Linked DNA regions of Anas platyrhynchos: all the other regions are linked to region 2. The links are chromatin contacts, called in public Hi-C maps. All regions are on one chromosome and are shown on one strand. The core of a region is the stretch at or near the end of the contact, and the rest is flanking DNA. Distances in the headings are between cores, read along the strand shown.

The links. Hi-C and Micro-C count contacts between places; a contact is called where the count stands out from the background.
Region 1: a contact with region 2 is called in a Hi-C map of skeletal muscle, with 4 times the contacts expected there. The contact joins the promoter of RMDN2 here to the promoter of YIPF4 in region 2. A contact is called at or near these places in 4 of 8 Hi-C or Micro-C datasets (F1 follicle, liver, skeletal muscle and 1 more).
Region 3: a Hi-C map of subcutaneous adipose tissue shows a contact between it and region 2, with 2.5 times the contacts expected there. The contact joins the promoter of CYP1B1 here to the promoter of YIPF4 in region 2. A contact is called at or near these places in 2 of 8 Hi-C or Micro-C datasets (skeletal muscle and subcutaneous adipose tissue).

Annotation. Positions count from the first base shown.
Region 1 is chr3:33,839,204-33,843,777 of IASCAAS_PekinDuck_T2T, reverse strand. RMDN2 (regulator of microtubule dynamics 2) reads left to right here and starts at 2,890. Exons shown (of 11, transcript XM_038176803.2): 1 at 2,890-3,006; 2 at 3,721-4,184. The coding sequence starts at 2,911.
Region 2 is chr3:34,022,065-34,026,366 of IASCAAS_PekinDuck_T2T, reverse strand. YIPF4 (Yip1 domain family member 4) reads right to left here and starts at 2,254. Exons shown (of 6, transcript XM_027453916.3): 1 at 2,018-2,254. The coding sequence starts at 2,099.
Region 3 is chr3:33,770,586-33,775,178 of IASCAAS_PekinDuck_T2T, reverse strand. CYP1B1 (cytochrome P450 family 1 subfamily B member 1) reads right to left here and starts at 2,064. Exons shown (of 3, transcript XM_027453911.3): 1 at 1,228-2,064; 2 at 1-750. The coding sequence starts at 1,247.

The DNA.
Region 1 (4,574 bases), core at 1,641-4,140, 180 kb after region 2:
TCTCCTGTGCGAATTCTCAGTTGTGTTACAAGGAGTGAGCAATATTCCTCATAGTTGGGGAACAAGTTCAGAGTTTTCCCCTTTAAAACACCAAGTAATTCAAAGAAACTTTTCATTACTTAATTTCTCTGTTAAATCTAACTGTGATCACTGAGAGATTCAAAAGTACTGGAGAGGATGCAGAGGTACAGTTACATGTGCACACACAGAGGCATAAAATCAGTGCAGTTATAGCAATTCATCTCCTCTGAGAATTATGCTAAACAGTGTATCTTTATTTGAAAAAAAAATAAATAAATATCAGTGCACTATTATTGATCCCCTATGACTCCAATTTATTAATTTTTCATTAAGGGCAATTGTCCAGGGCAAGAGCAACAGAGAATATTGACAAGATTTATCAAGATATATTTATGCAAGTCTGACAGTGAATGCTTTCCTTCCTTTTGAGGTAAGTTAGAATTTTATTTTATTTTATTTTATTTTATTTTATTTTATTTTATTTTATTTTAGAGTCTAGTCTCCATATGACTAGGGAGAATTCAATAAAACTTGACAAAACAGTAGGATTTCTGACAGGCCGGTAGCAAGTCTGGTCAAAGGTATTTAAACTTTTGCAATATTTGGTGATTTATTAACAGGGCTTGATTATATGCTTACAACTGCTGAAATAATAAGTATGAAGTGTTACTAAGAGATGAAAAAGTTTCTGTATTTGTTACAAGCAGCAGGTTAATATCTAGGTGGGGGCCATTTCCAGAAAGTAAAAAAAGAAAGAAAAAAAATAATAAAAATTATAGCTAAAGAATTTTATGTCGATTGTAAAATGGCTTTCATGCAGAAATTAGAAGACCAGTACGTTATTAATATACATCTTGGCTGGAAACAGCATACATTGGTTACTTATAATGCAATGGTGCTTTCACCCTTTGAACTCAATTGCTCAATAATAAGCTAACTTTTCTAGTCTGACACAAAGCTACCGTCCAAGCGCAAAATGTCCCAATAGACCAGTTAAACGACGTGGCCTGGTGTTACACGAACAGTGTTGTGAGCAGGCAGGTGTGTCTGCAGTGCAGCTCGGGTGTGCTGAGCTCATCTGGCAACATCTGCCTGGGGCGGGTGGGGAGGAAGGCAGAATGTTAACAGGGTCTCATCACATCAGAGCTGCTGACCGTCATGAAACTTGCAGGAATCTCAGTATATTGACTTCTTTCTTTTTCTGTCAAAATTTTCTGAAGTTAATTTACAGATGAAGGAGCTACTGGGTGAAGAAAGTGTCATGGTATTAGGGGACAGCAGGACAGTGCACTGACAAGGTGGGAGCGTAAGCTCTGTCTCCTTATGAAGTAGAGCTAAAAGTACACTGTTTAGCAATGAGCCTGACGTTGTCTAACAGACAGTGGTCTGGACTTGGATGTTTATTAGGACTTCAGGTACAAAGTCTGGTTTGAACTAGAAAAAAAATACACATGCAGAATAACAGCACTTTTCTAAAAACATTTCTTTGCAGTTTGCTTAGAATAGTTATCAGATTTAGGCCATTTTAATGTGCCAAGTCTAGGTAAATCAGTGTTTAGGTCCCAGCATGGGGAGCTGTTGTCCTCTGGCAGGTGACACGCACGCAATGACTCCTACACTTCAGCATTGCAATGCCTGGGTAAGGTGGCTGCAGGTGCAAAGCAATTTAGGACATTGGATCCAGACCTGTGACCTGATTTTCAGAGTTGCAATGCATTCAGAGAAACTAATGGCAGATTTAGAAAGCAGTTCTCACAGACTATTATATCTGAAAGCAAGTTGCCTAGTCTAAGGCCGCAGGCCTGTTTCAGCTATGTTTGTCCTCAGATTAATTATCTTTTTAATAACCTTTCCTGTTTTGTTTGGCTTATAGAAAGATTTTTGGCAAATGGTGTTGAAAAGAGAAAATACAAATAAAGGTTATCCAACAGAAATTTATTACCACTCCTAAACATTTGAAATACGATCAGCATGAGGATTCATATAATCTAGTTTTGTTTTTAAACACTAATGGATTATGTAATTTAAAATAATTATTTCTATCATAGTGAAAATTGTTCTCTGGAAATTAGTGAAGTTTCTATAAAATTGAAGAGCTTACAAATTTCAAATTATGAACATATGAACAGGCCATACTTTATTCTTATTATTATTAACTGGGAAAATTGTAGAATATTGAAACAGGATTAATTTTTCCATCTTAATAGACGAACCTTCCTCTCAGGTTGTAATTTGGCCTCCCACAAGGCTCATATCATCTTCAGGATCTCAGTGGAGAACTAGTTAGCTGTTACTGTTATTATAAAGGAAATCTGTGTTCAAAGATAAAGAGATATTAGACTATGAGACTAAAAGATAGATTTACATTTGCTAATTTGCATTAAGACTGAAATTCTGTTTGGGAACACAATTTATGTTCCTGGTACCTGTTTAAGGTGTTTTTTGTTGTTGTTGTTGTTTGTTTGTTTTTAATAACTTCTTTGTTCCTGAGCGATATGACTGGGGAAAGCTCCAACTGTTGAAGATCAATCTCTTGTCCTGCAGTCGTAATAATTTCAGTAAATGCCTTTTGTGTGGGCCCTCGCAGAAGAACCTGAGTTTGTTTCGCAGTTCTGGCAGGGCACGTTGTGCACAGGCACCCTCCAGGAGCCTTCAGGACAAGGCTGGGCACAGCGAGTTGTCTCCAATGGTCCTTTCTACCAAGCCAGCAACAGGAGGAAATACTGAAGAATGGTCTTGTGCCACGGGTACGAGTTTGGGGCTGTAGGCACAATGCATCCCACACCCTGTCACACTCAAATTACTCCTTGACTTTGGGCAGAGTGCAAGAGACTGGAGAAACACACTCAGTTTGAGGCTGGCAGGTGGCTGAGGTACTATTAAGCCTTCATGCAGCCGCTCAGGGCTTTTTGGTGCTTGTGCAGCACCAGGCCTCCTCCGCTGCAGCGCACACCCCCCCTCTGTCTCCTGGAAGTAGCAGCAAAGGTGAAGCTCGCAGAAACCAGCAGCCCTCAGGCAGAGCCATAACAGCACAAGCCGCCCCTGAACGGCCAAACCGCGCACCCCCTGCAGCAGGCGCGGCTCCCGGGGACCCGAGGACCCGCAGCCGGCCCGGGGCTGCCGTAGGGCGGGCCCCGGTAGCCGTGCCCCGAGGCCCGGCCGCTGCCTCCCTCGCAGGCCCGGCCCCCTGGATCCGGGTCTCGCCGCCCCCAGCGCCGCAGCGGGGCCGTGAGGCGCGGCGGGCCCCGGGCCGGGCCCGGTAGGTAGCGGGGGGGAGGCGGCGGCGGGCGCGGGGTGGGCGCCCTGTGGGGAGGCGGCCGCGGGGACCCCCCCTGCTGGGCTGCGGCCCGACAGCTGAGCGCTGCGGCAAGCCGAGGACAGCGGGTTTGGGCGTTAAAAAAAAAGGAAAAATGTCAGCTTAAAGCAGCCGGGAGGTCAGAAGTGAAGGCTGCGGTGCTGTGCGGGTAGGGCAGCGTGCTGCCCCCCTGCCCTCCCTCCGGCAAAACAAGTCGCTGCCGGCTCGGTTTTGCTGTCATTGCACACAGGCTGCTGTTGCAGAAGCTGCTGGAGTTGCACTCTGGCTTCCTATCTGCACCGGTTATCCCAGCCTCAAGCTTTGGCGATTTAAAAGCGCAGTCAGTCGTTTGGGTAGAGGGGGAGAGCGTCTTTAACTCTGTGACTGTTGTCTCCCAATTGTAGGAGAGCGCAGAAATGTCTCGCTTTGAAAATAAAGGACTGATACTGGGCATCATGGCAGGGACTGCTGGAATAAGCCTGGTCCTGATCTGGTACCGCAAGGTCCGAAAACCTGGTGCAGCTGTGCGTATACCTGACTTTGCAGATGTAGGTAACAAGCTTAATTCTGTAGGCATGCAACATGAAACTCATAACGAGCAAGGGGCAGTAATGGTTTTACACAGGAGGCAACTGCAGATACTAGAAAAATTGAATGACTTGCTAATAAGCGTGGATGAACTGAAGAGGGAGGTGAAGTTTCTGAAAGAAGCTATTCCAAAGCTTGAAGAGCTTGTTCGAGACGAGCTCCAAGGGAAGGGAGATGCTCAGAGAGTTAGCCCATCACACAGAGCAGCAAGGCGGAGAAAAGCTGAGACAACTCCTGCAAAAGAAGCTACCAGCTCTGAGGAGGCAGAAAGTGAAGGAGGGTGAGTCGATAATATTTTGTTTATGCATTGCAATTTGCATCAATACGCGTGTGAAACTTTGTATTGGAAACAGTGGCCCTTCAAAAGTTCTACGTATATTTTAAAGTTCTCTCCAATCAGGAAAAAAATCAGATGTTTTTAAATCAGAGAGAACTCTGGATGACCATCTGTAAGTCTGCACGACACGTGAAGCTGGTTTAATACGAAGCACATTACAGATTTCTACCAGCCTGTTTGGCAACCATCTGATGCAGTATTACTACATAGCTATGTAATGAGAGGCAAAGTTCATGATAATGCTGTGATTTTAAGAGTGCTTCCAGTAAGACAGTAGTCTTGTCTCAGGTCTCTGATAGAACTTGTTCAAACTGTAGGAGTGCTCTTGTGCTT
Region 2 (4,302 bases), core at 1,005-3,504:
TAAAATAGGAAGGAATGAAAAGTGTAAGTATTCCAGTAAGAATTCACGAACTTCCTTCTTTTTGCTTAAAAACACAACACACAACAACAAACAAGTAAGCCAATATTTGTACAAACCTTGTTACAAATATACCAAGATGCAAAGACTCCCTTCTTACCCAAGGTTTTTTGCCTCACTAAAGAAAATCTTGTTTTGCCCTGTTGTGTGTTTTTATACACACACACACACAAAATCCTCTGTACAAATTTCCCCAAACACCTACCTACAGCAAGTACTTCTGAAATATTCCTGCAACACCCTTACAGAAAATTCAGGCCACATTTGTGGATTATGTTTGAGACATCATCTACCTGAATGCAGCACAATTTCACAGAATGCACACTCTCCCAGTGACAGGATGTCCTACAGTGTTCAGCCAGCATGTCTGCAGCATTTACTCCACGCTCAGCACCACAATCAAATTAACAGAGCTCTGTCCCAGATCAGCTCGCTAGGCCACGCCAGCTTAAATTTAAGCTTCCCCATTAGTGCTTCTCAACCATTTCATAATCGTGACAGTTACTGGTCTGTTGCTTTGATTCCAAGAACACCATCTGCACAGGATCCTGACGAAGATCACAGTTATTTAATGAAGGAAATTTCTCTTCACTCTTTACACATCAGCACATACACATTGTTCCCACCAGATGCAAGCAAAGCCTTCTGCTGTTGCCTGGGGGAAGAAATGTATTCTTAATGCCTGAACATTGAGGTAGGGAAAACCTCACAAGCTTTCTATTATCAGCAGGGCCCTTCTGTCATTCTAAAAATTACCTGGCTGTGCTACAGGGCAACTCTGCTTGGCAAGGAGGCGTTCTTGCAGTTCTTTGTGCACAGCTGTGGCTGCCAAAATACACAGCCACAACAGCCCGATCAGCCTTCTTTCTGTCATCTCAACAATGACAACCCATCCCGAGGCTGGAAAACTTCTACACACATCTTCTTTACCAAGGCTCCTGTTAGCACTCAGCAATTAGCAAATACCTATGACCATCTTTTAAATTGTGAAACCGATTAACAGCATTTTATGTCTATATTGCAAGATGATATCTCAGGTGGGACAAAGCAGCTCAACAAGTTAAAAACAAACAAGAACCAGCCTGTTCTTTAACCCATACATGTCCACTTCATCTCTGCCATTCTTTCCCACAAACAGCTACCTCTTATGGAAACAATACCAAAAAAAAAGTTTTATTCTTTGTATAGATCAAGACTTGGGAAATAACAAGAAGATGCAAATGCAACGTACAGTGTTTTTATTTAGAAACATCAAGCTGTTTAGTTTCCCTTATGTCTGTTTGTTAGGATAGGCCTATGTGGCACTTCACAGAGAGGACTACACCAAACAGGCATGAGATTAAACCTCATTCGAGCTCATAAAAAGCACAGAGCTGAGTCCAATGCAACACATCCTACTGTGCAGGTGGTTACAGTACACTGACAGACTACTAACATGGGGCTCAGCAAATGCCTTCGGGAGAAAACCAAAGGGTCTCCCAGAATCCAGATCCTGGATCCCTTTTCAGATCAAGGCAAAAAAGGGGAAAAAAAAAAGAAATCAAAGAAAAGCAACCTGGGCTGTACCTACTGATCAGTATGCCTTGTCAGAGCAATTGGTAAGCTCACCAAAGCTCGGAGTTCATTATTCTGCAGTAGTTTTTAAGTCTTCTTCTCCAGGGTAGGGCCCCAGGGCCAGGATTTGCACAACTCCTAACCTTCTCTACAACTGAAACCAAACACACAAAGCCGAAAGTTTGTTGTTTAAACGGCCAGAGCCCAAAGGGTCACCCTCTGCCAAGAGGAGGCGGCACAGCTCTGCCTGTTGCGTGTTTGCTTTTGCGGTGCAAAGACAGAAATCGCCTCAGCGTGCCAGCACGGCACTGCTCGGTGAGGAGGGAAGGGAAGGGAAGGGAAGGGAAGGGAAGGGAAGGGAAGGGAAGGGAAGGGAAGGGAAGGGAAGGGAAGGCCCCGCGCTCACCTTCGGCATCCGCGGAGGAGACGAACGTGAAGTCCCCGTTGCTGGGCGCGTAGAGCGGCGGCTGTGGCCCCGGGGGCTGCATCTCCCCGCCCTGCGCGGGGCCGGGGCCGGGGCCGCTCCCGGTGCGGGTGCGGGCGGCGGGGCCTGGCCTGGGGCCTGCCCGGGGGCTGCCGCGGCGCTGAGCGGCGCCCGACGGCCACGGCGCAGCCGCCTCACGGGGCGACACCCAGCGGCCCCGCGCCGCGATTGGCCGCCAGCAGGCCCCCTCCGCCCGACCCCGCTATAAAGTTTCCGCCGATTGGGCGAGCCGGGCGGTGGGCGGGGCGGGAGGCCCCTCTCACCGCCCCGCCCCGCCCCTCCGGGGTTGCGTCAGCAGGCGGCCAGCGGGGCCCGGCCTGCAGGGGGCGGCGGGGGCGCTGCGGTCCCTGTGGTGCTGGAGAAGGGTTTGGGAGGTCGGGGGTGGAGAAATGTCCCGGCAGAGCACAAAGCTCTCGGGAGTAACGCTGGAGGTTTCCTCCAGAAGTACATCTGGATGGATTTTAACTCTAAAGGTTGTTTTGCTTCCCACCTCCAAGAGCTCCCACACCAACTGCTCCAACCGTCCCCTACCACCAGTGTCACCACTAACCATGTTCCCAAGCACCAGGTCCAGCCTCTCCTTGAACACCCCCAGGGACAGTGACTCCACCACCTCCCTGGGCAACCCGCCCCAGTGCCTGACTGCTCTTTCTGAGCAGAAATGTCTCCTCATTTCCAACCTGAACCTCCCCTGGAGCAACTTGAGGCCATTCCCTCTAGTCCTATCACTGCTTACCTACGAGATGCCCATTCCTCTCAGTATCCACATGCAGCTGCCATGGTGTTCATCTTCCACCATCCCACACCTGCATGGATCAGTGATGTCTTCAGACAGCCATCAACTGCATCAGGGCTCCCCAAGGGTCCATCAGTCTGATAGCTCCTTTGCCAGGCCTCGTTAGCAGCAGCTGCAGTAATTTGCAGAGCATCACCAAATCCTCCATTCACAGTCTGGTTCATGAGACTGCTGTGATACACTGTAGTTTTAAAATAGTAAGATTGAGATGCCGTTGCTAGTCCCTGTTATAGTAACGGAATAGGCATGATGGCTCTCGATGTGGTCTATACTTTGAAGAATCAGTAACAAAGATCTCACTTTTTAAGGCTTAAGATTTAACAGGAACTGTTCATCTGGAAGGGACCTACAAAGACCATCTAGTCCAACTGCCTGACCACTTCAGGGCCAGCCAAAAGTTTAAGTATGTCACTGAGGGCATTGTCCAAATGCCTCTTAAATAGTGACATTATGGGGCATCAACCACGTTGCTAGGAAGCCTGTTCCAGTGTTTGACCACCCTCATTGTAAAGAAATGTTGTAAATATTGATATATTTGGAACCGAAAAAGTTAAAAGAAGATAAAATGCTCTAGAGAAGTGGTTTGATTTGCAGAAGGAACATCCTTTCCCATACATGTCCCATTACAGAAAAACACTGCGAGTTCCATCTCAAGTAATTTTGAACAAGTAAAAGCTTATCTGGTTTTCACAGAGAGAGCATGACCAGAAACTTTTTTTTTTTTTTTCCCCATATCCAAAGATAATTGAAGTTTGGGCTTATATGAAATATAATAAGTGTTCGGGTTCTCTTTGGACATATTACAGTGATTATCAGTTTCCTTGCAGCAACAGGAAAATAAAATCACATATAAAATGTAGGGAAACTATTTTTAATTGAAAAACTTTAACTGAGACCTTAATAATACAAAATGGCCCTACGGCTTTTTGTGCATTTTGACTCCCCCTTTAAATAGTTGAGCAATCAAGACATCTGGCAAGAGTAACTCATTGTCTTGACTATTATGTGGAACTTGTTTGTTACCAGACCTTTGCAATAGGCTTCCTTTCAATTTTCGATGTGTCTCCCTCTTTATAGCTACACTTGTATTTACCTACACAGTTGTGCTTGTGCTGTTCCCTGCTGTTGCTGGGATATCTCTGATGCTTCTGGAAACCTTGCCCTCCGCAGCATGCCAGACACATCTGTCAGTGGACAAATTTAGGTTCCTTTGTTTTTATATTATTGACTAACATAAAGCCATGACAACAAAGAGTGTCATGTCAAAGAGTGGTTTGTGCTTAAGGCAAAATTTTAATTTGCTTCATTGTAATCCTTATTTGTTGATGTTGGGTCTCAAAACCTTTAAGGGGTTTGGTACCTCTCTCCGAATAAGAGCAGTAATGTTGCACTACTAGACAAGATTTAAGGG
Region 3 (4,593 bases), core at 815-3,314, 250 kb after region 2:
AAGCGGCGCAGCCAGGGCAGCGCATCCACCAGGCTGCCCGCGCCCACGGCGCGCCCGAACTGCTCGTTGCGCCCCACCAGGCGCAGGAACTCGCCGTCGCCGTGGCTGTAGCGGCGGCCGAAGCACAGGGCGCTCATCACGTTGGCCACGGCCACCAGCAGCACCCGCGACGGGTCGAGGAAGGCGCCGCCGGCGCTGCCCCGCACCAGCAGCGCCACCAGCGCCCTCGCCTCGCCCAGCAGGTGCCGCTCCAGCAGGCGGCGGGTGGCCGGGCTGCCGGTGGAGAAAGCCCGCACCGTGGCGTGCGCCGCCCGCCGGTGCAGCTTCCACAGCTCCGAGTAGCCGCCGAAGGCCAGGCTGAGCCCTCCCGACACCAGCTGGAAGGAGGGGAAGGCCGGCCGGCCGGCGAAGGCGGCCCCCTGGCGGACGAGCGCCTGCCGGATGGCCCGCTCGCCGTTCAGCACCACCACGGGCCAGCGGCCCAGGCGCAGCTGGAAGACGGCGCCGTAGGTGCCGGCCAGGCGGGCGAAGGAGAGGTGCGGGGCGCTGCCCAGCTGCGCCGCGTTGCCGATCAGGGGCCAGGGAAAAGGGCCCGGAGGCCCCCGGCGCTCGCCCTGCCGCCGCCGGCGTCTCCGCTGCAGGAGGAGCTTGCCCAGGTGCACGGCGGCCAGCAGGCAGACGAGGAGCAGCAGGCAGCTCTGCGGGGCCGGGGGGCCGCGCAGGGCTTCCCCCAGCCTCTCCAGGGCCATGCTGCAAGGAAAGGGGACAGGTCAGAGGGAGCCCGAGGGCACGGGGGCGCGCCGCCGGCCGGCAGGGCGCAGGGGTGGCGGCGCGTCCCCGCTAGGCGCCCGCCTGGGTCCTGTGCAAAACGAAGAAAAATTAAAAAAAAAAAAAAAAAAAAAAAAAGCAAGGGATAATAGACAATAAGGGCTCAAAAGCGGCGGGGCCGCTGCTCTCTTCCCCCCTGCCAGGGGAGGTTTGCAAACGGCTGAGGCAGCGGAGGATGCTCTGGCCGGACGAGCTCCCCGGGTGCCGCACGCAGACAGGTTCATCCCGGCACCCAGCAGCGCTCCGCCGGGTTAAAGACCCTCGGAGCCCCCTCCTGCCGAGCCTGCCCCCAGCCCGGCTTCTCGGTGGCAGGGGCTGACCGCGGGCTGCGCTCCCCGCCGTGTCCCGCAGCCTGCCCGAAGCGGCGCGGGGAAGAAGGAGGGAGACGGCAGGACTGACCTGTTGCACGCAGCCTCCATCGGAGCCCTCGGGGAGGATGGAGAGGAGCCGGGCAGCTGCTGAGATCGGCGTTCAGATCCCGGGCTCTGGGAATCTCATCGGGAGCCCCGGCTCCTGCCCCCCATGGGGCCGCTTTCACCCGTCGGAGCTCGCCCCGCCGGCAGCCACCTGCCGCAGCCTCCACGGGGGAAGGGTGCGGAGGATTCAGGGGGCGAGAGGGGGGCCGCCCGCCCTGCCGAGCCCGAGCCGGAGCCGGAGCAGCCTCGCCTGGGCTCCTGGCATGGGGAGCCGCGGCTTTAAATCCCCCGGCATCCGCGGTGCGCTGCGCTGCGGGCGTGCCGCACTTGGCCCCGCTGACAAATCGCCCTTCCCCTGGCCGGAGGGGTCGCCGCTATTTGCCAGCCGCCCTTGGGCCGTCGCCAAGCCGAGCGGCTGAGCCGCCGGATGCTTTTTTTTTTCCTTTTTTTTTTTTTTTTCTTTCTTTATTTTTTTTTTTTTATTCACGGCGGAGGAGAGCGGCCGGGAGGCTCGCAGCAGCCCCTCTTGTGTCAGGAGGCACCGTCTCCCTGCATCTCGGGGATGGGGAGGGGGGGGCTTGAGGGAGCCGCCGAGCTTCCCCTCCTCCGCCTGTCGCCTCCCCGTTGCGTGCGGAGTTTGCATTGCGTGAGCCGGGGCTGGAAAGCCTCCAGCCATCTCCTCCCCGGGCCCCTACCCCTCCTCGCCGTACCTGACAGCGGCTCGGGGGGAAGGCGGCGGGGGAGCGCCGGGCAGCTCGCCCCCCGCCGGCCTCGCCGCCCTCCTGCCTCCCTCCCGCTGCCGGAGGGGTTTTTTTTAGCCCTTCGGTCCCCTCCGCCCGGCCCCGGAGGGGATCGGGGGCTACAGCCCCGGCCCGGCGTGAGGGAAGCCCTGGGGAGGGAGATGGGGAAGGGCTCGCTTCGTTGGGGCGTTTGGTGGAGAGGCAAAATAAAGAACCGGAGCTTCTTTGTCAGCTGGTGCGCGGGCACAGCGCGAGGGGAGGGAAGGGGGTTTGGTGGCGTTTGGGGATTAGGCTAAATGAGGTGCTGGGAGGCAGCCCAGCTCGGGGCGCGATCCCAGCCCTGGCCGGGGCTCTGCTGCTTCTTCCCCTGCTGAGCAGCGCGCTCCTGCCCGCTGCCAGGGCCCTGGGCTCCCCCAGACAGCAGCACGGCTCTTGCTCACAGCAGCATCAGCCACGTCTCTCCGCGTGCCTCCCAAATCCCGTCTGTGTGCCTCAGTACACGCTGTGCTGCTTCTTCCTGCCACTGCCAAGTGACAGAGGTGTCAGAGCTTTCTCCCCGCAGCGCCAGCAGTAAGCTCCCTTCCTCCCACCCCGTCTCTGGGGCGAGCTGGAAGGATCCCGCAGTCCAGCTTCGAAGGGGAGCGATGCACAGCTCTGTCCCTGCGGCCTGAGGGCCGGGCAAGCTTGGAGAGAGACCTGGGCTTTGCTCTCTCCCCCACCACCACAAGGTAGAAAGCAAAGTTCACGTGCTGTAACTAGCCAGATGTGGCTAAGGCTGTTTCTGGGTGCTGGATTGGGGTGGTTACAGTGGCACGCAGCAGTTACTGGAGCTCTGGGTTATAGTACTGGGCATTTGCCATCGCCAGCAGGCAAACTTGTTTTTTTTTTCTCCTGGTGACTGTGGGAGTCAGTTGCCTAAAACCAGACGTTGCAGCTCTTCTCGGTAAGTCCCTAAATCCTGCCTTGGATGCAGCACGTAAACTAGTTGCATTGCACTCTGAGAGTCTGCAGCAAGCAGAGGAGATTCCGTTCCAGCTCCCATGGAAATGCGAATTTACAAAGAAATGATGCCTGCGAGGTGGCCAAGCAGAAGGAAGAACATCCAACAGGAGCTGGCTGCAGGGGACGTGCATTGCCCATGCTGTGAGCCGCAGAGCCACAGCTTAGGGCATTATTTATGTAAATAAGTAAATATAAAGTAATAAAGTAAATATAAGTAAATAAAGTAAAAGCTGTAAATAAGTCCTGAGCCTAGGAGTTATTTAAAAGTCCTGCTACCTTTTATTTTAATGCTGTAAGAAAGCATTTTGCTATATTTTGCTATATTTTTTCCCCATTTCTTTTTGGTCTTCAGAAATTCTGTCACTATTAGAGAGGAAAGGAAGAAAGAAGTCTCTTTTAGGTGTTTTGTTCCTGGGTGGTGGTACCAGCTGGTGCCCCTGCACTAGGCGCTGTGCTCACAAGGTATTTACAGTCTCAGGCTGCTCTTACATTTTAGCCTGAGCATTGCGATGTCCGTACGTGATAAAAGTTCATCCATTTTTCTAGGCTCTGATGCTGTGTGACCTTGATTAGTCCCTTACTGCCAAGTCTAGTCTGGGTGAATCACCCCAGTGAATGCGTGACAAGAGAGAGACCAGCCCTTGGTTCCAGAAACTGCCTTCCTGCCTGCCTCTTTATTCACTCTTCTTGCTTTTCTTCTTGTGTTTCTAGCAGCTTAAAGTTCAGAATTGCTCTTAGGTAATGCATGCTTCTTTTCTCCAAATTTTGTGGCTTTATTCGGACAGGAGTACTGCTGAAGCCAGTCCCAAATTTCTGAGGCAAAGCTAGTGTTGTTCAGAACTAAAGACTGAATTGGTTAAAATGTACGCTGCCTAGAGTGAATTTTTCTGAGGCCTAGAAAAACGCACTCAGTGTAAGATATGGAAGAGGAAAGCAGTTGAAGGGGCAGAAGTGGGTGGGTTTGGGATTAAGGGAAAGGAATTCGGGCTTAATCTGTTAAAGATCCTGCCTGATTTGACAGGAATGCCAGACGGAGGGGCTGGCAGGGTCTGTGGGGACATCAGTACCTCTGCCAGTCTGAACGGAAGAGCTTTCTGGAGGTGGACAAGAGCCCTTGTGGAGGTGAGAGTCTGGTAAAGGGACAGGAGCTGCAAAACCTGGAGAGGCTTCATTTGTCTTTTGAGAGGGACTTCTTAGCTCTCCACCACCATCCTCCCTTTTTCAAGAAAACGCCTTAACCCTTACCAGATTTTTATGCAAGTGTTAAGAGCTACTTACCTAAATAAGGGTTTGCAGGCTCAGTTCTCATTTTTTCTTCAAACCATGACAGCCGCTGGCTGCTTTTTTGGGTACTGGCAAGGTCAGTTAGGAGCTGCTGCACATAAATCCTCTGGAGCAGCAACTGGAATTTCTCAAGGACTTGTCATAGTCTCATTTTCTTTCCTTACCTCTTCCTTTTGCAGCATGCCATGGAGAACCCCCCCCCCCCCCACTGGGTTCCTTTGGCTCTTTCCCGTACCTGGGTTCTCACTCTTCGTTTTACAAATTCTTAAGGCGGATTATACAACAGTTGAGCAATGTTTTATCCTGGAATCGCCTCAGTGCAG